Linked DNA regions of Sus scrofa: all the other regions are linked to region 1. Evidence: chromatin contacts called from public HiChIP or PLAC-seq and promoter capture Hi-C data. All regions are on one chromosome and are shown on one strand. The core of a region is the stretch at or near the end of the contact, and the rest is flanking DNA. Distances in the headings are between cores, read along the strand shown.

Evidence for each region. Promoter capture Hi-C pulls out the DNA fragments that hold promoters and counts their contacts. HiChIP or PLAC-seq counts read pairs in DNA pulled down with a chosen protein or histone mark.
Region 2: a promoter capture Hi-C map of fetal liver shows a contact between it and region 1, with 4 times the contacts expected there. The contact joins the promoter of TMEM101 here to the promoter of GPATCH8 in region 1. A contact is called at or near these places in 2 of 5 promoter capture datasets (fetal liver and liver) and 1 of 2 datasets of contacts at active chromatin or transcription factors (alveolar macrophages).
Region 3: a promoter capture Hi-C map of liver shows a contact between it and region 1, with 3 times the contacts expected there. The contact joins the promoter of LSM12 here to the promoter of GPATCH8 in region 1. A contact is called at or near these places in 1 of 5 promoter capture datasets (liver), 1 of 47 Hi-C or Micro-C datasets (embryonic fibroblasts) and 1 of 2 datasets of contacts at active chromatin or transcription factors (alveolar macrophages).
Region 4: an H3K27ac HiChIP or PLAC-seq map of alveolar macrophages shows a contact between it and region 1. The contact joins the promoter of C12H17orf53 here to the promoter of GPATCH8 in region 1. A contact is called at or near these places in 1 of 47 Hi-C or Micro-C datasets (liver) and 1 of 2 datasets of contacts at active chromatin or transcription factors (alveolar macrophages).

What each region holds. Positions count from the first base shown.
Region 1 is chr12:18,773,686-18,778,436 of Sscrofa11.1, forward strand. It overlaps GPATCH8 (G patch domain-containing protein 8), which reads left to right and starts at 2,819. Exons shown (of 8, transcript XM_021066861.1): 1 at 2,819-2,978. The coding sequence starts at 2,934.
Region 2 is chr12:19,162,897-19,167,647 of Sscrofa11.1, forward strand. It overlaps TMEM101 (transmembrane protein 101), which reads left to right and starts at 2,737. Exons shown (of 4, transcript NM_001244685.1): 1 at 2,737-2,879; 2 at 3,201-3,381; 3 at 4,221-4,367. The coding sequence starts at 2,743.
Region 3 is chr12:19,125,768-19,130,518 of Sscrofa11.1, forward strand. LSM12 (protein LSM12 homolog) reads left to right here and starts at 2,863. Exons shown (of 5, transcript XM_021066900.1): 1 at 2,863-3,074. The coding sequence starts at 2,951. G6PC3 (glucose-6-phosphatase 3) reads right to left here and starts at 524. Exons shown (of 7, transcript XM_003131354.4): 1 at 423-524; 2 at 3-254. The coding sequence starts at 220.
Region 4 is chr12:19,074,988-19,079,738 of Sscrofa11.1, forward strand. C12H17orf53 reads right to left here and starts at 2,890. Exons shown (of 11, transcript XM_021066897.1): 1 at 2,804-2,890. HDAC5 (histone deacetylase 5) reads left to right here and starts at 2,923. Exons shown (of 27, transcript XM_021066892.1): 1 at 2,923-3,153.

The DNA.
Region 1 (4,751 bases), core at 1,569-4,068:
CCTAGTCAGATTCGTTTCTGCTTGACCACAATGGGAACTCCAATTTTCTACATTCTTATCACTCATTGACTTCCCCCATTAAACACTTTGGAGAAGTGTAAATCTCTCTTAAAACCTATTAGATATTCCATTAGATTTCTTTTCACCAATAACCTTCCTGAGGGCCTCTGTCCGCTTATGTCCTCCTGTTCTCATCTGGATGGGATGTTTTTAGGCCTGCTGCACAGCTGTCATCTTGGAATGTCTCTACACCGGTCACACTGGGAATTCTCTTTGCTTCTTTCTCAGGTTCCATCTCTGCTTTCTGGATCTCAGCTCTCCTTCTTTCTCACTTTACTCCTTTGTTTTGCTGTGGAATATAATTTAGCGGCTTCCAACACAAGAGTATATGGGAAATAATTTTTTTAATAGCTTGCAGGTCAAAAAAGACATTTTTCTCCTTCATAGTTGATTAATGATTTGTGATTGACTTTTTAACAGGATCACTACCTTCAAGCGTGTAGGGGGTCAAGGTAGCAGCAGATCACTTAGTAGGTATTGCAATAATAAAGGAGAAAGTTAGGGTGGCTTGGGCCAGGTGTATTTTTATCCCATTTTCTGGGAACTTCCCACAACTTTATTTTCTAACTCTTCTATTGAATTTTTAACTTCTGCTTAAAATTTTTTAATTTTAAAAGTTATTTCTCAATCTCCAAATATTCTCTATTCGGCATCCTATGCTCCCTGATGTCGTTCCTTGTTCTCTGATGTGATCTTATGTCTCCATGGATAATGATTATAATTTTTTTTTTTTTTGCTACCTCCATTACCTCTGACTCTTCGGAAACCCTTTTCCTGTTGTTTCATTTTGGTTCTTGATGGGAGTTATTTCTGTCTCTCCTTCAATGTCTGGTAGTCACTGGCTATCCATGCATATTCAAGAGCTGAGTGGGAGAGCTCTGTGGATGGGATGGGGCTACCTGAATGATGGACTTCTCTATGGGATACATGGGCAGGAACAAGATCTTATCTTGAGGAGACCCCACTCCTCACTCCTAGTTTTGGTATGTGTATGTTTTTTCTCACTAAGCCATTCAGTTTCTCAGAGAGGGATCCTATAGTCTCTTGCCAGGAGAAGACCTGCTCTCTGACAAGAAGGTTGCCTTTTACCAAATCTTCCCATTTTCAGCATGATGGCTCCCTCCTTAGCTGTGACACATATGTTGATGCCTCTGTGGTTCAGCCTTTTCAGAGGAGAACCCTCCCAGTTTGCTACCTGGGTGGGACTAGAGTCTAACAGCCCCTTGAACTGCCTCGTAACTAGTCCTTTTTTTTTTTTTTTTTTCTTTTCTCTTCATTGCTGCACTTGTGGCATATGGAAGTTCCCAGGCTAGGGGTCGAATTGGCACTGCAGCTGCTAGCCTACACCAAAGCCACAGCAACTTGGGATCAGAGCCAGGTCTGCAACCTACACCATAGCTCACAGCAACGCTGGATCCTTAACCCATTGAGCAAGGCCAGGGATCGAACTCACATCCTCATGGATACTAGCTGGGTTCTTAACCCACTGAACCACAATGGGAACTCCCTATGACTTTATCCTTTAAATGTCATTTTAGTGGGGTTAAGAGGAGAAGAGGTAAATGTGTTTTGTGTATCCATGGGATTCAGGTTGCCACATTTATGCACAAGTCATTTCACAATGTTTAAATTCTGAGTGTTCTGCCTCTCCTTATACAAAGAGGCAGCTCTTTTCACTGCTTAGAACTATATTCTTGGACTAGGAGTTGGGTGAGGCAAAGTGTGACAAAAGAATAGAAGATACACACATTCTTTCCAAAAAATTACCTTCATTTTGATTCTCAGGTAGAGAAAGAGTCATTTTTCCACCGTGGGATTTCCATCAGCTACTCTTTGGAAAAGCAGGCAAGTCCAGCTGTCTTTCTTATGGTTTTATGTATTTTGGCTAAGGGAGCTGGAGGGCTGGGTGGGGTGCTCAGGAAGGTCAAAAGATGGAAAAATCTGATTCATAACTCATACAAAGTCAGTGCTAGGCAGGGGCAGTAGAGATTACTGAATTCAATTTCCTTTTTTTTTTTTTTAAATGGAAGCTGAAGCCCAGAGGGCTGTAGTTGATTTGAATAGACTTTGGTCTCTTGGGAAATACTTCTCTCTAATGATCGTTAGAAAATGTCACGTTATTAGTAGTCATTGGCCCTTTGAGTGCTCCAAGGCTGCCGGGCCCCTTTCTGTTCCTTGGTCAAAGGTCTTTTCAGAGGGCGTTCTTCTCATGACCAGTCTGGTTTTTTGCTCTTGTTGCCTTTTTGGTTTTTTGGTAGCACTCGTTAATTTTTAAAATTATGTAATTATTTTATTATTTATCTGGTTTTCCCTGTAAGCACTATGAGAGAAGAGATCTTTCCTGTCTCGTTCGCCACTCAATCCTCAGAGTGAACCGGGATTCGAACCTAATAGTCTGGGTCCAAAATCCGCGCTTTCAGCCACTACATTATGCTCTTATTTGGTGAAGAAAGCAGAGGATGGGCTTCTGCGTTCCTAGGCAAGCAAGAGGGCAAGAAGACATCTCCCTACTGGGAGAAACGAGCAGGTGGAAAACATCCGCACCCAAGCGAGCGGCGCCCCCTCTTGACCTTTCTCTCCGGAAGCGCATGCAGGCCTCCGCTGCGAGTGCGCACGCGCGGCCGCCGGGGGTCGCTCTGGGTCGCGCGCGGAGCGGGGACGTGAGGGGAGGTTCCGCCCCTGGGGCAGAAGGGCGCCTGCGCCAGCGGGGCTCGGGTCGGGACGCGCAATCTCGCTCCCTCCCTCCCTCGCCTGCGCGCGCGGGTGGGCGTGGGAGGAGGCGGGGAACAGGGGAGGGGAGCGAGGGGGCGGGTGTCGCGGGAGGGACGGAGCGAACCGTAGAGCGTCGTCCTGAGAGGAGTGAAGGCGGCAAAATGGCGGACCGCTTCTCCCGCTTCAACGAGGACCGAGACTTTCAGGTAAACACGGGCGTCGCCGAGGATCCGGGGAAGGCGCTGGCCGCGCCAGAACCTCCTCATCCCCTGCTCCCAGCTCTCCACCCCCACCCCCCCGTTCTGCTCCGGCTTCCGAACCGGCTCCCTTTTCTCCCGCGTCCGATTCCTCCAGGGGCCTCCTAAGCTTGAGGCGAGGCCGCATCTCCTCTCAGCTCGTATTCTTACCTCTTAATTCAGGCGGCAGGGTTTGCGGCCTCGGTCTGTTCCGGCTGCGGCTTTGGGAGCCCCAGCCTGGCGGCTGAGTGGGGGGCTGTGCTGCCCTCGGGTGTGCCGGGCGTGTGCGGGCGCTAGGTTGGCTCCCAGAGGCAAAGGGGGGGTGGGGTGGGGGTCAGAGGGCTTGGGGCGAGTGTTGCTGAAACCAGGGCTCCCGAACCCCTGGATTTTGCTCGTACGGCTCTTCTTGGGGTTCTTCTCCCTCTTTCCTCACTGTAACAAATAAATCCCTTTCATTGTCTATTTTATCATTTCCTTGCCCGGAAAAAAGGGGCTTTATTTATCAGATGCCTTCTTGGTTAGTCACACAATGAGATTTTCCTGGGCGAAATGTTGTTGTTGTCATTAGGCCGTTAATTGGCCTTGCAAAACAGCTTGGAAGATGGTCGATGTAAGCTTAGCCCCAAATCCTACCTTGAGCGATTTGTAAGAAGCGTCATGATAACGGACTTTACAAGCAGATGATGACTAGTATCAAAGGCTTGATTTTTCTTTCCAAAGTTGCAAATGTTGTCTGGAAAAATGTCCTTGCCATGGCAGGCGTTATGGAGGAAAAAATAAAGGCCAAATGAGAACAACACGTCTTTCGGCTGTTTCGAATACCTTCCTGTTGAGCATTGTTACCGCAGAAATCTCTGCGACTAAAGGGCATTTGGTAGAGATGGGCTCTTTCTAGGGTAAAAGACATCCTCAGAGTCTCAAAGAAACCACTGCATTACTACCGCATATCCCAGCAACAGCAGTTTGGGTCTGGGGATGAACAACCGAACTCAAGTTTTTATCCCGCTGCAGATCTTTCTCAGCAACACGGGGATATTCTAGTTTGGTTTCAAAAGGCAGTTTGAAATGGTTTGAATTCCCCGGGAAGATTGGGTTGGTAAATAAACAGGTAAAGCAGTTCAGCCAACACTGTTAACAGTCTAATGCATAGAACGCTAAATGAGAAGTTTTGCAGCAGCAGTAAGGGATCTGGGGGCTGTCGAAAAGCCTTGTGATCAGGCGCCTGCTGTATAGCTGCAGCACTACACAAGATCTCAAGGTGTTTGAAGATATTATGCAAGTCCAGGGAAGTTTGAAGTAGTTCATATTAGCCGTTTCCCTGGGACATGATCTCTGGAAAAGGTGGTGGGTTTGGTTTTGTTTTTAGGGAGCACCATAAAACATGAGTAAGCTGCAGGATGTGTGGGGTTTATTGGTAGTTTTTAAAGAGACGGGTGACAACTAAAACCCTCAAATACTTTTAAGAGGAGGTAATTTGAAGGTCACTTAGTAAAATTGAAAATAGATAATATGGACAATTAAGTTTTGTGTTTGTCAGCCACAGGATTTCAGCAGTCTTAAACAGGATTTGCAGGGCCTTGACAGTTTTTGAAAACTGGAGAGCAGAGTATGAATGTGGTCACCTGAAAAAATCGAGAAAACCTCTATTTTTTTTTTTTTTCCAAGTAAAATGATTCTCTTTTCTGTTGCTTTAGTGGAGACCTGCTTTTGGTTGCTTGGTAATTCTTTGAAGATACTACATGT
Region 2 (4,751 bases), core at 1,487-3,986, 390 kb after region 1:
GGTGTGGTGCCGAGCAGTGTGGAGCCCTGGCTGAGCCTGGTCAAGACAGCTACTACTCTGCTGGGTATCATAGGCATCATGCCGGTCACTGGCTGTGGCCGTGGACATGGCTGAGTGCAAGTACAAGCAGGGCCCCAGAGGAACTGGGGAGCAGGGGAGCCCTCTAGAGAGGCAGCTGGAAGAGGGATGGTCCTTCGGTGTCTTTGGGGCTCAGTTGTCTGCCAGACCAGGTGGGAGGAATGACAGGAGGAGAGAGAGAGATGATTGTGTTCATCTTGGGGCTTAGGACCCACCACCCCTCCCTCACCTATATCCCTCTGACCTAGCACAATGCCGTCATCTCTCCCGGCCCTAGAAGAGGGATCTGGCCCCTAGTCTTCAACACTGCTGTGGGGAAGAGAGCACTAAGAGGCAGAGGCTGAAGACTGGAGGGAGCTGGGGTGGGATGGGTACAAGGAAGATTTCATTGATCTGAATCTCCTTCCCCCTCCTCTCATATGTCCCTGGCCTCTGCTGCTGGGGACTTGATCAGAAAAATTATGATGGGGCTGGGGTGAGGTAAGGGTATTGTTCCTGGAACTATTTTGTGGACATAAACTATCCCAGGTCTCAGCACCTTAGCTCCTTCTTGAGGGCTGTGTATCTTGTTGCATTTGAATTGGGGATGGGTGAGGAGATTAGAAAAAGAAAACCAACTGGAAAGTTGATTCTGCACTATGTGCCTGTATTTTGGTGAAAAAACTTGTCTTATGTGGTTGTCCCTGGGGGGGGGGGTGGAGGGAGGAAGTAGGCAAAACGACTTTTAACCCAGTCTTTTCATTCTCAGTGCCTGGAGATTTCCCACTCCTATCCCGACCCCAATCCCAGCGATCACACACTCTCATTCCCTAGCTTTCTGCATGGGTAGATCTCTTTCTCAGCATTCTTTCTGATATACCCAGGCATCCTAGTGAGTTTGTTTTGTTTTGTTTCGGTAGTACCTGTGGCAAATGGAAGTTTCTGAGTCAGGGATCGAACTTGTGTCACTGCAGCAGGACAACACTGGGTCTTTAACCTGCTGAGCCACAAGGGAATCCCGTATTCTAGTGACTGTAAGAAAACTAGATGTGAAAAGGTGTTTTGTTGTCTAGCTTTCACTGGCTGATTGGAAACTTTATTTTATGTTATATTAATATAAATATAAATATAACATACAATAAAATCATAATATGATCATATAATTAGAACACAAGCAAATATAAATATAGTTTCATGATATAATAGTTTATATGTTACATATAAATTATATATATATATATATATTTTTTTTTTTTTTTCTTTTTTGGCTGCACCCTTGGAAGTTCTTTGGGCCAGGGATCAAATCCAAGCCGAAGCTGTGACCTGCATCACAGCTGTGGCAATGCCTGAGTTTAACCCACCGTGCCACAGCAGGAACTCCCATGATGGTGAATTTTAAATTCACATTGTCAGAAATGTTATTTGGACACCAGCCCTCTTCCCTTCACTACCCCCAGGGAAATGGAAACAGATTTCCCAAATTAAAAGGCCTAATGGAAGTACTTGTAGTCTTAACTTCAGTATTAGAAGATGAATTTATATGTTGCAGGGTGGGGGTGGAGGAAGATAGGTAGGGGTAGCGTTGTGGTGGCAATCCCAGAGTGCCCAGAACTTTTGCTTATTTATTCAACACATAATTACTGAGACAAAACGTAGTGGTAACACCTTGTGTTTATTTATCTATGCAGCACACAATTCATGAATGCATCTTCCTAGGCCCTGAGGATATAATAGTAAAAAAAGGAGATGTTATCCTTGCCCTCATGGAGCTCACAATCTAGTGTTAATCTAGTCATTAACAAACAAAAAAATCACAAGTATATAATTGCCAATATATCAAGTGAATCAAAGGAAGGGTGCCTGATGGTTATGAGAACATAAAATGGGCGAGCCGAGGCGTTCCCCCTGTGGCCTAGTAGGTTAAGGACCTGGTGTTTCTGCAAAAGCGGGCGCAGCACCCCTGGCCCAGGAAATTCCGTATGCTGCTGGGTGTGGCCCTAGAAAGAGGAAAAAAGAAAAAGCAAAACACCGAGGAGCTGAAAACAAAGAAGTGGGGAAGACCGGTGGAAGCCTACTGCAGTTAAACTGACAAAAGGTGGTGGTTTGGGCTAGAGTGGGAGCACCGAGCTGGAGAAAAACACACTGATTGAGATGTCTCATGTCCACATCAGCGCGCTCTCTTCTCTCAGGGGACAGCAGAAGTGCAGACCAGGGCCAGACTTCTCAGGAGTGGCTCTTAGAAGACCCTCCTACTTTGAACTTAAGCAGAAGCAGAGGGTTTCCTCTGGTGTGGGGGTTGTGTGTGTGTGTGTACACTATTGAACCCGCCATGTGCTAGGACCAGCACTGTCCCCCTTTCCCAGATATATCTTGTGAAGTGTAAGGCGATAGGGTTGGAGCCCAGGTTTAGATGCATTCAAAAGTTAGTTCGTTTACTGTTCCTTTTTCTACTCTAATTTTCAATTTTACAGCTACACGAAGGGGCCCTTAAGCCTCAGTGGGCAGAAGTTAAGGCTGAACCCCGCAGCTAGAACACTTCCCTCGGTCCAGAACTAGAGAAAGAGAGCTTTGTTTCCCGACGGAAGGGGAAAAAAAACCCTCGCGAGGCCCGGAAGTTGCGCGTTGCATTGCCCTCACCCACCTCCCTGGCCGGGGTGAGGCCGCGGCGGACTGCCCTTCTTCAAGATGGCGTCGAAGATGGGTTCGCGACGGTGGATGCTGCAGCTGATCATGCAGCTGGGTTCCGTGTTGCTCACACGCTGCCCCTTCTGGGGCTGCTTCAGCCAGCTCATGCTGTACGCTGAGAGGGCCGAGGCGCGCCGGTGAGCGGCTCCGCGCGGTCGCTGAACGTGGTGGGGGCTGTCCGGCCCGTCTCAGGAACGGGGGTGCGGTGAGGTGGGGAAGAAGTCGGGGCCCAGAAAGTTGGGACGCTTGTACTGGGGGGGATTTGGGGCCTCAAACTTGTTAGGGACTCTGGTCTGGAGCAAGGTGGGTAGCGAGGGTAGTGCGGGGTCCTAGCCATGAGGGGGGCTCTGGTTTGGGGAAGCAGTGGAGCTTGCGGGAGCTCAGGGTGTCCCGAGGCTCTTCCCGCTTCATTCTTTGCTTCATTCTGTCCTTGTTCCTTCCCACCTCCCGGCTCACAGGAAGCCCGACATCCCAGTGCCCTACCTGTACTTCGACATGGGGGCGGCCGTGCTGTGCGCTAGCTTCATGTCCTTTGGAGTGAAGCGGCGCTGGTTCGCGCTGGGAGCCGCACTCCAGCTGGCCGTTAGCACCTACGCCGCCTACATCGGGGGCTACGTCCACTACGGGGACTGGCTGAAGGTGAGCACCTCGGCCCTAGATGGGACCTCGCTGGGATGACGAGGAGCCAGTGCCCGGCACAGTTGGGTGAAGCCTGAGAAGGCGGAACCCCAGGCTTGTAGAGATTATCACAGATCGCAGAACAGAAGGATTTAGAGACCACACAAGCCTGCCTTTCAAAGTGTGGAAACTGAGGTCCAGAGGTGGGAAACAGACTTTCCCAAAGTTACACCACAGTTGGCATTACATTTACATTTAAATCCTTGGTTTAGGATGTAGTCTGTTATCTCAGACTCATAGGACAAAAAGGACCTTTGAAATATCTGATCTGACCATCTGATTTTATGAAATTTAATTAATCCTAGGGCAGCATTTAAGCCTGTAAATGCCAGAACCTGTGCTAGGCACTACATGCTTGGAGAAAAGCCTGGACTAAGGCACTACCCTCAAGGAATGGACTGTCAGTCCAGTAGGGGAGGCAGATGTGTGAATAGCTGCAGGACAGTGAGATCAGTGGTTACTTTGTGGAACAGACTATACTGTACACCAGAAAGAACACTGGGATTCAAGGGAGCAGAACTGGGGTGGGGAGGGGGGGCAATGCTTGGCATCTGGGTTCTGCCGCTTACTTTGTGTAGGACCTTGGACGACTTTATTAACCCTTCAGGGCCTCACTTTTCACTTCTGATAAAAAGAGTTATCTATCTCTGCTCTACCTGCCCACCACACTTGGAAATGCTAAGAGGGTTCATCACGTGGAGTGGGATGCTTCGAGATGGGCAGGCAGTTCTGCGCTGCGGGCAGCCAGCAGACCTGTGGTGGCTTCAGTTCCTGACTGGGGTCCCCTCGCCTCGGCCTAGGTCCGCATGTACTCGCGCACAGTTGCCATCATCGGCGGCTTTCTTGTGCTGGCCAGCGGCGCCGGGGAGCTGTACCGTCGGAAACCCCGCAGCCGTTCCCTTCAGTCCACCGGCCAGGTCTTCCTGGGCATCTACCTCATCTGCGTGGTAGGTTGGGGGAACGGTTGACTGGAGATGCTTGACGGAGTGAGCTGTGAGCCTGAGCCTGGCAGAATGCAGGGAGGTGGGCAGGATGAGGCCTCGCATGCAGTTCCTGATGACCTGGCTCCTGGCAGTTGCCCTGACCAGCTTCTGAGCCTTGGGGGACCTTCAAGAGACTGAGGGCTGGCTCAGAGTCCCTTCTTCCAACATGATGGCCACCCGGGAGAGGAGAGGGTGGATCGACCATTCAGTCCTAAGCCTGAGAGCCAGGATAGCAAGATGGCCTGCTCCTCTCACGGTTTCAGCCCCCAGAGGATTGGGAGAGGGGACAGAGGGGAGGTTTGGAGCTGATGGGGCTGCCTGGCAGAACCGGTTATATCCTGGGTGCTA
Region 3 (4,751 bases), core at 1,613-4,112, 350 kb after region 1:
ACCACTTGAAGACGAGGTTGAGCCACTCGGTGATGAGGCTGATCCAGAGTACCGCGATGCCCACCCGGCGAGAGGCGTAGTAGGCCGCAGGGAAGTAGAACAGAAAGAGGCTTTTGGGGTCGCCCAGAAAGGTGACCCAGAGCCACACGTTCTCCAACCAGGGCAGCTGGTTCTGCAGCGCCTCGGCCATCGCGATGCCCGCGCCCAGTGTGGACTCCATGACCACCCAGTGGCCGGCCCGGCCAGGGTTTGATCTAGGGCGGAAGCGGAGGAGTCCAGGAGACAAGGAAACTGCTACTCACTGCGCTCCAAAGCCCACCCTTCGGAGTCGAGGCCACGCCCCCGGCAGCTGCCAGCGAAACCCCGCCCCTGCCCCGCCCCCGGCAGCCCCGGCTTGCCCCAGCCCGGCCTCCTGCCGGTACCGTTTCCTTCTGCGCTCTTCCCGGGCCTTCCTTTCTACTGGGCAGCGCAGGGGACAAATCTTTGCGAAGGCGTTTCCGCAGATCCCCACGTGGCTGCTGTTGCCGGCACGTGGGCATCAGCGTAAGAGGCCACTGCCGCTGCTGTTCCGGGTCAAGGGACAGACTAACCTGAGGGTCGGTGACGCGCCCAGGGTCCTTCCTTTGCTGCTGTGAGGATGGATATGTAATTTTTAGGGCCAGGATCCTTCCAGACCAAACCTTTCTCCTCCGCTACCGCTACCCTCCAAAGATATTTGGAGATCTTCTGGAGATCGAGCTAGGCATCTCCGGTGGGCGCTGAAGTGGGAGGCTGAGTTGGCACACACTGCTGGCTAATCGGTTCAAGCCTCCACTGCTTGAATTCAAACGCTGTTGATTTAGAGGCTGACAGATAAGCCTCTTGATCTTGAGAAGTTGTCCCTAAAGGCTTACACATAGCAGTCTAAGTCACACTTCCTCCCAGTTCTAAGCTTGCCTTGCTCCTCTCCTTTTGTCATTTTGCTTTCCAAAACCCCGCTGGGCAGATAAACCATGAGATAGTAGCTAGCTTGGTAAGGGAAGAGGAGGGGCACACACCCACGACAAAAATTGGAATAATCCTCTGAAGGAGCACACACAGAAAATAGAAATCTCAGCTATTCCAGGCGAGGTCTTGCCTAAAGGCAGAGGTGAGGTGGGAGGAGACTGCTGAAGTGGTTCCTTCCTACCTCAAGCAACTTTGTTCTTGGAGAGTGTTTTGTTTTGTTTTTTAAGGGTGAAGATGAAAATGTAAATCCGGGTTTTTCTTGGAAAGATTAATTTCACTAATTAAAACGGTGTGGGGAAGGGAAGCTAGATAAAAAAAATCTCATTTCACTCCTTTGCTAAATGTTTTTCAATTGCCCCAAAGGAAAAAAAAATTCAATTTCCTAAGTCTTTGAAAGTTTGCTTGGGCTCTAGCCACACAAATTTTACCAGCCCAGTCTCACACTGTTTCCTGATATTTCTGAGCTGCCTGATATCACCAAGCTCTCTTCTCTCAGGGGTCCTGGCATCTGCAGTTCCCTCTGCCTGGAACATGGCCACGCTCTTTCGCCGCTTATCCTTCAGGTCTCAGATTTTTTACTTCTTCCAGGAATCTTTTTCTAACAGTGCCTGGCAACCATTTATGAAAATCAACAATGACAACATTGCATAAAAAGTGGAGTGGCAGTTATTTATGACTTATGGGGGAGACATGAAGATTCTCTGAAAAACGCAAGGATGAGGGATTTGAATGTTTATTTCTATTAAAATGATTATACTAATATTGACCCAACATTAGGAAGTTGATGGCTCTTGCAAGGCAAGGAAAAATTTTTGAACTTTGTTCAGGTTAAGAAGTGTCAGGTCTGGCCCTTTGTGTCCCTCCCTCTGCCTGTTGTTATTTAGACGTGAGGCTCCAGAATTTCTATAGTGGAGGGGTAGATGGGTTAGGGATGGTAATTTGCAATAGTAGGGCTTGAAAATGCATCTGCATGGTACTTACACGTTAGGAAAATTGTTTTTGATCTTAGATAGTCATTAATAGGGAGCCCCAAACTCCTGCTCCATGGCTACAGTTGTCCCTACCACTGCTCCTCACTCTTTGCTTGGTTTTCTGGAGGAGGGGACAAGACCGGAGATGGGGAAGAATTTTGAGTTCCAAGGGTGAGGGGTGATGGCAGAGATACTACCATTTACTAAGGACCTACTACATGCCATGCATTTGTACTCGTTATTTTTTTTATCTTCCACTCCTCCCAAAGTCTCTATGAGGTATTGTCTAATATAGCATAGCAGTAAATAGCACTCTCTTTGGAAACAGGTAGATGGAATCTTTGCTAGTTGTGCGACCTTGGAAAAAGTTTAGCCTAAGACTTAGTTTCTTCATCTATAAAATGAGAATATTGACTTCTACATCGAAGGGTTGTTGGGTGCTCAATAGCGACAATACATACGGAGTAAAGAAACAGGATCAGGTTTAATAATTTGCTCAAGGTCATATAACTCAGTGGAATACTGATTCCAGTTTAGCCAATTCGACAGCCAAAGTCCTTTCCACTACCACTTTATAACTAGGTATAATCGTTTTGAGCAAGTTTTGATGAGTTTTCTGGGACTTCGATTCCTCATATGTAAAATACAGAGTTCATTCATTAAACTCTTGCGTCTAGGCGTGAACGTAATGAAGATTGCAGTTCCCTCCTCCTTCCTTTTTTTATTCTACATAGGTCATTTATCTTTAACTTCTAAAATGGACCCTGCAAACACTTCACCAAGTGGGCGCAGCTGCACAAACATAATTATTTAGATTCCTCTTTATTTCCTCGTCTACCCTCTTCCACCTAGGATCCCGCCCCACCCAACCCAGGCCACGCCCTGGCGTGTGACGTCAGCACGCCTCGTGCGTCGCGGCGCGGCGCTCACTGGGGGCCCGGCTTTCGCCCGCTGCTGCCGCCGCTGCCGCCGGCCGCGGCTGCTCTCCCAAGATGGCGGCTCCTCCGGGCGAGTACTTCAGCGTTGGGAGCCAGGTGTCGTGCCGGACGTGCCAGGAGCAGCGGCTGCAGGGCGAGGTGGTAGCCTTCGACTACCAGTCCAAAATGCTGGCTTTAAGTATCCTTCCCTGCGCGGAGCCCAAGGCCGGGCCGGCGTGTATGTGCGGTGGTGGTGGGGGGGCGGGGGACGACAGCGGTGGCTGGGGCCTCTCCGGGCCTAGGGGCGACCGGCTACCGCGGCGCTCGGAGCGCATGCGCGCGGCCCTGAGCTCCCCTCCCCCTCTCGCGGGTCCCTCGGTCCGCGGTGGGGACCCTGTCCCCCACGCGTTGTGGGAGCTGGGCCCCGTACGAGGGTGGGTGGGTGGAGGGGGCTTGACACGCGGGTGGCTTTTCGGGACGAACGCTAGGAGAGAGGACACAGTGATTAGAAGAGGGGTGGTCGTGGGAGGGGGCTGGGGAATGGAGCCCGGATGGAGGCGGGGAGGGTAAAATCCTGTGGGGACGGGGTGTGCAGAGTAAGGAACTGCTAGTGGGACAAGGGTATGGAGTTTAGGTGGTTTGTCTGCTGATGGGATTTCGTCCAAGAAAGGGCGGTGGGGTAGTGACCAAATGGGTCTCTCCTTTTTGGGGGGAGAGTAAGTGCAGGATAGGAGTTTGTATCTGAACTGGGGATGGGGCTTGTTTTCCTGGTGCTTGTGTGTGTGCTTGTGGTGCCAGTGGGGGCGGGGAGTGCTGAATTTTGGGCTTCTCAGTCATATGGAAATTGCTATTTTGGGGATGTTTGTGTTGGAAACCTGGTGCAGAGAGAGGACCACGTTTTTCGGGGGCTTATGTATCGATGTATGGGTTACAGGTGAAAGAGTAAGTTATATTCTCTTGCTCAGCCCAGCGCATGGAATCCTGATTTTCCATAGTAGTAGCCTTCCCTTTGGAAAGTGGCAGTGTTAGAATGGAAAAAGTAGCCTCTTCGGGGTGGAAATGATTTCTGAATTACTCCAGGAAAGTCATTCTTGGAAACAAAATACTTCCTGGTTGTAATAAATGTGCCACCCCTTCCCCTCTTATTTGAGCCACAGGTGGGTTTATTTGGCTTTTTTTTTTCTTGGAGTAATTTTTTAATGGCACCTTTCAAAAGGAAGTTTCTTTCTGAGTCAGTTGCTTTTGAGTGGCAAGTGTTTTAATTTATTTAACCACTAGTCCTAGATTTCTAGCTTAGGAAGATGTCCTTTGAAACTAATTACAGCAAGAATAGTTTTGTTTTTGTTTTTGCTTTTTTTTAGGGCTGTACCCAACAGCATATGAAAGTTCTCAGCCTAGGGGTCTAATTGGAGCTACAGCAGCTGGCCTTCTTCACAGCCACAGCAACGTGGGATCCAAGTGGTGTCTGCGACCTACACCACAGTTCATGGCATTGCCAGACCCCTGACGCACTGAGCGAGACCAGTGATCAAACCCATATCCTCATGGATACTAGTTGGATTGTTTCTTCTGCACCACAATGGGAACTACTTTGTTGTGTTTTTTAAATACAAGAATACATACCTGGATTAAAGACCATTTACATTACTGGTTTAATTGGAGGGGTTTTGGAATGAGAAATTACTCAGCTTTTAATTGATATACAGTATGCTCTTAAATGGTCAGAGAATGAGTGAGTGAGTGAATGAATGGATGGGTTAACTAGCTGGGTCACCTTGAGTGAGCTTCCTTTCCAGTGCTGTAGTTTTTTCCTGCAAAATGGGAAATCTCAAATCTGAAAAAGTGAAAAGAGCACTGTTCAGATATAGGAAGGATA
Region 4 (4,751 bases), core at 1,640-4,139, 300 kb after region 1:
ATGTGGTGCAGTGGGTTAATGATCTGGGGTTATCTCTTTAGCTGCTCAGGTCACTGCCGAGGAGTAAATTCAATCCCCTCCCCAGCCCAGTGGGTTAAGGATCTGGCTTAACTGTGGCATAGGTCTCGGCCCGGGAATTTACATATGCCATGGGTGCAGCCAAAGGGGAAAAAAAATTGCTCATCTTGGCTTACAGTTAACATTTATATGGGGAAGAGACGGACACTAACCCAACAATGCCATAAATAGATGTATGTATTTACAGGTCGTTATCAGGGTCAATGTATTTAATTGAAAGACCAAGGAAGGCCTCTAGCAGGAAGTGATGTTTCATTGAGCTCTATGGATGAGTAAGAGTTAGCCAGGCAGAGGGAAGAGGGGAAGGGAACATTCTAGAAAGAAAAAACAGCCTGTGCAAAGGTCCTGAGGAACAAGGGACACATTATTCAATGACATGAGAGAAAGCCGCAATGGCTGGTGTACAGAGAGCTAAGGAGAAGACCAGCTGCAGCAAAATCCCCTGAGGTACTTATTAAAAATGAAGATTCTGGAGTCTCCGCCGTGGCGCAGTGGTTAACGAATCCGACTAGGAACCATGAGGTTGCGGGTTCGGTCCCTGCCCTTGCTCAGTGGGTTAACGATCCGGCGTTGCAGTGAGCTGTGGTGTAGGTTGCAGACGTGGCTGGGATCCCTCGTTGCTGTGGCTCTGGTGTAGGCCAGTGGCTATAGCTCCGATTGGACCCCTAGCCTGGGAACCTCCATATGCCGCGGGAGTGGCCCAAGAAATAGCAAAAAAGACAAAAAAGACAAAAAAAAAAAAAAAAAAAAGAAAATTCCGGGCCCATCACCACTGAAAAACAAGCTCTGCCAGTGGGATTTAGGAATCGGCATTTTCAAGCACCCTAAATTTTTTTTTTTCCTCTTTAGGGCTGTATCTGCAGCATATGGAATTCCTAGCCGCACCACAGCAATTCCGATCGAAGCTGCCTCTGCAACCTATGCAACAGCTTGCAGAAACACCAGAACCTTAACCCACTGATCGAGGCCAGGGGTTGAACCTGCATCCTCATGGGTATTAGCCAGGTTCTTAACCTGCTGAGCCACAACAGTAACTCCCTAAAGTTTAAAAACCACCTTTCTGGGCCAGATATAGATTTCAGTGACAACACTGGAAAGCCTTTAAGCTCTCCCTTGATTAGATTTATGTTCTAAAAAAGGTTATTTTGGCTTTGGGAGAAGTCTGGGATGAATGCAGGAAGTGGATTGGTTGGAGAAGCAGCTACAGCATCTCAAGTGAGGGATGATGTGGCTGCAGACAAGGGGCAAGGATGAAGATGGGTGGGACTGGTTCATGAGATACTTTGTAGGAAGAACTTTTATCATTTATTACAGAAACATTTATGTATTTCCTTCCTTCCTTTTTTCTTTTTCAGCTGCTCCCACAGCATATGGAAGTTCCAAGCAGGAGCTGTGACCTACGCCACAGTTGCAGAGACTCTCCATCCTTAACCCACTGTGCTGGGGGTCAAATGGGCACCTCCACAGGGACAAGCCGGATCCTTAACCCACTCTGCCACCGTGGGAACGCCAATATATTCACTTTTTCTGATTAGATGAATAATACATGATAGTTACAAAATTTCAGATATACAGAAAAAGATTAAAAAGAAAGCAAAGGTAAATATTTTGCTATATATTCTTTTTTTGTGTGTGTGTCTTCTTTTTTTGCCTTTTCTAGGGCCGCTCCCATGGCATATGGAGGTTCCCAGGCTAGGAGTCCAATCGGAGCTGTAGCCACCGGCCTACGCCAGAGCCACAGCACACAGGATCCGAGCCGCGTCTGCAGCCTACACCACAGCTCATGGCCACACCGGATCCTTAACCCACTGAGCAAGGCCAGGGATCGAACCCACAACCTCATGGTTCCAAGTTGGATTCATTAACCACTGCGCCTCGACGGGAACTCCCCTGGTATATATTCTTAAAGGCTTTTTAATATGCATACATATTCAGACATATGGGTCTAGTTTTTTGGCATTTACAGTAAATGGAACAATTCTGTAGTACTTATTTGATTCCTGATTTTCAAGAACACAATATATCATGCGGATCTTTTCAGGTCAATATAGACATATCATTTTTTAATGTCTGGAAAGTATTCCACTGAATGGATGTGCCCAGGTTTATTCGCCAATCCCAGCTGCTGCTATTTAGGTTGTTTCCAACTTTTCACAGGATTATAAGGAATCTCTTTCCTTCTATACTCACTTTTGAGCACAATGTTTATTTCCCTGGAATACATTTTCGTTAGTGAAATTACTAGGTCACTGACAAACCATCTAGGGTCTATCACATATACTGTGTCCTAAGTAGTGCTGTGGAACAGGGTGGCACTGAAGCCAGGGACCGGAAGTCTTCCTTTTGAAGGCCTTGGACTCTTACAACTGTACCCTGGTTCTTCCCAGTATTTTTTTTTTTTTTCTCCCCTTGGCACAGATTTAGTGTGTGAGGTCGGAGCTGGTGTCGATGGCGGCGGGTTCGGGACCTGTCCCAGCCATCCGCTCTCAGCCTGGCCCCCAAGGTGGGGCCTCCACAGCCCTCCCAGCCCCTAGGAATCCATCCCCAGTTCCCCTCCCCCAAGGCGGGAGGGCGTGTTAAGGAGAAGCTCAGGCAGGCAGCGATTGCACCATCCACGGTTCGAAAAGGAAGTGGAGACAGCGCAGAGGAAAAGCGTGCATCCCAAAGGCTGAGCCCCTAGCAGCCAGACCTGTACCCCCGCAGCAATCCTTCCACCACTACTCACGGGGCTCCGATCCCTTGCCTTCCTCCCCTTCCCCAGCCCAACCCTTGGCTGTGTATTGGCTCTTTAAGAAGCTGTCACGGTGGCGCTGTTGGCCCCGCCCCGCGGGGAGGGCCGAGAAGGAGGGGAGGGGTTGGTGGTGGCTGAAACTGGGGGGGTCTGGGTCTATTTTTAGCGCTGGGTCGGATCACGTGACGGGAGTGACGTCTCCGAATGTTGTTGTTGGTGGCGGCGGCGAGCGGAGCCGGAGGAGCTGCCGCAAAGATGGAGGAGCCGTCGAGGAGGCGCTGCCGCTGCTGCCGCCGCCGCTGCTGCCGCCGCCGCCTGCGAAGCCGGAGCTCGAGCCGCAGGGGGTGAGCGCGCTGCACCACCCCCGATCCCACTTCCCCCCAGCCCCCCGGACGCGACGCGGCGCCCCCTCCTCCAGCCGTCGCTGCCCGCGGGCTCCCCGCGCGCGCGCCGCGCTCCGCGCCCCCCTTCCTTCCTCCTGGCGCCCGGGTGCCAGCCGGCGCCCCCTGGGAGCATCACCGGCCCGGGAGCCGGGCCTCGGGGCTACTGCGCGCGCCCCTCCCAGCCCCTCCCAGGTAGGGGCGCCTTCCCTGCAGGTAAGGGAGGGGCCCATCTTCCCGCGACCCACACCCCCGAATGGCTGGGAGACCGGCCGGGGCAGTCGGATTTGCCCTCTCCCGGGCGGCGCGTGGTGCGTTGCAGAGCGACTTGAGCCTTGCAGCCGGATTCTGTGTCGACCCCTCTTCGCTGGACACCCTTTCTTGGTACTCTGAGGTGAGGGGCGCTGCCCACCCCGCAGCGCTTCTCCCCATACCTCAGAAGGTATCCTCGATTCTGTGTCCTTGACTTCTGTGCCGGAGGAGGGGGCCTGCGGGCCCACCTTACTTCTCTCTCCCATTATTCTCATTCCCTCCCCCTTGAGGTGTTATTGCGTTTGTTCCCACCCTCTTCTCCTGTCTGACACCCTGGAACCCGAGTGAGGAAGCTGGGAGATGAAAGCTCCCCCTACTTGTCTGGGGTGGATGCCCCCCGTTTTTCATCCTGGATCTGTGTCTCATGGAGGCAGAAACACTGCCTGTGCCTTTTAACTTGGGGGAGGCTGCTTCCCAACCCCACCCTTCCCTGGGGCCCTGGGGAAGATGAGACCTGATGGGGTAATAAGTAATTAATCTGGGAGTCTGGTTGGTGGAGTGGGGTGGAGGGGAAGGTGGGAGCACCCCTCTGGGGGGAGGAGGTGACCACCTGATAGTCCCTGTTGGCCTTCTGAGATGAGATGTGTCCCAAAAGAGGGAGGTTAGCAGCTGCAGTTGCTTTTGGGGGTGCTCAAGTGAGCCACGACTCTGACAGTGACCACTGTGCTTCAGGGGCCTGGAATTAGCTTTGACGATTGGAAGTGATGCTCGTGGTGACTGGGTTCAGGGTCCAACTGGGAGGGAAAGATGGAGTCAGAACATAGGAACAAAAGGAGGCAGAGGATGGGAGGTTCAGGACTTTTAGCCAGAAGGACCCCTAACCAGCCTACTTTGCAGGACTGGGGCCTGGGGCTGGATCCTGCCCTGGGCCTCCTCAGGTTTGGAGGGTCCTCAGTCTGAGTTCCAGGTACCAGGGATCCTGAACCTGTGCTGGCTGTTGAGATGCTGGGTTGGGTTGGGCTGGGCTGGGCTGGGGATGGTGGATGAGCCACGTAGGGGGCTGCCTGCTTTTTCATTTCAGTCTTAACCTCCTTCCTGTACCTTGTAAATTCAAGCTTGGGGAGCTCTTGGTTTGCGTCTTGCCTCTTCTTGATTCCTCTCTTTGCTCTGTCTCCCCCTTGGACTTGGATCTGGGCTATGTCCAGACAAGGCAGGTGTGGGGGGGTCTCTGAGTTAGAGGGGTGGGCCCCCAGCATCTCCATTCTATCCTGGGAATATGTGTGCATGCCAGGGGCCAGACAGACAGATAC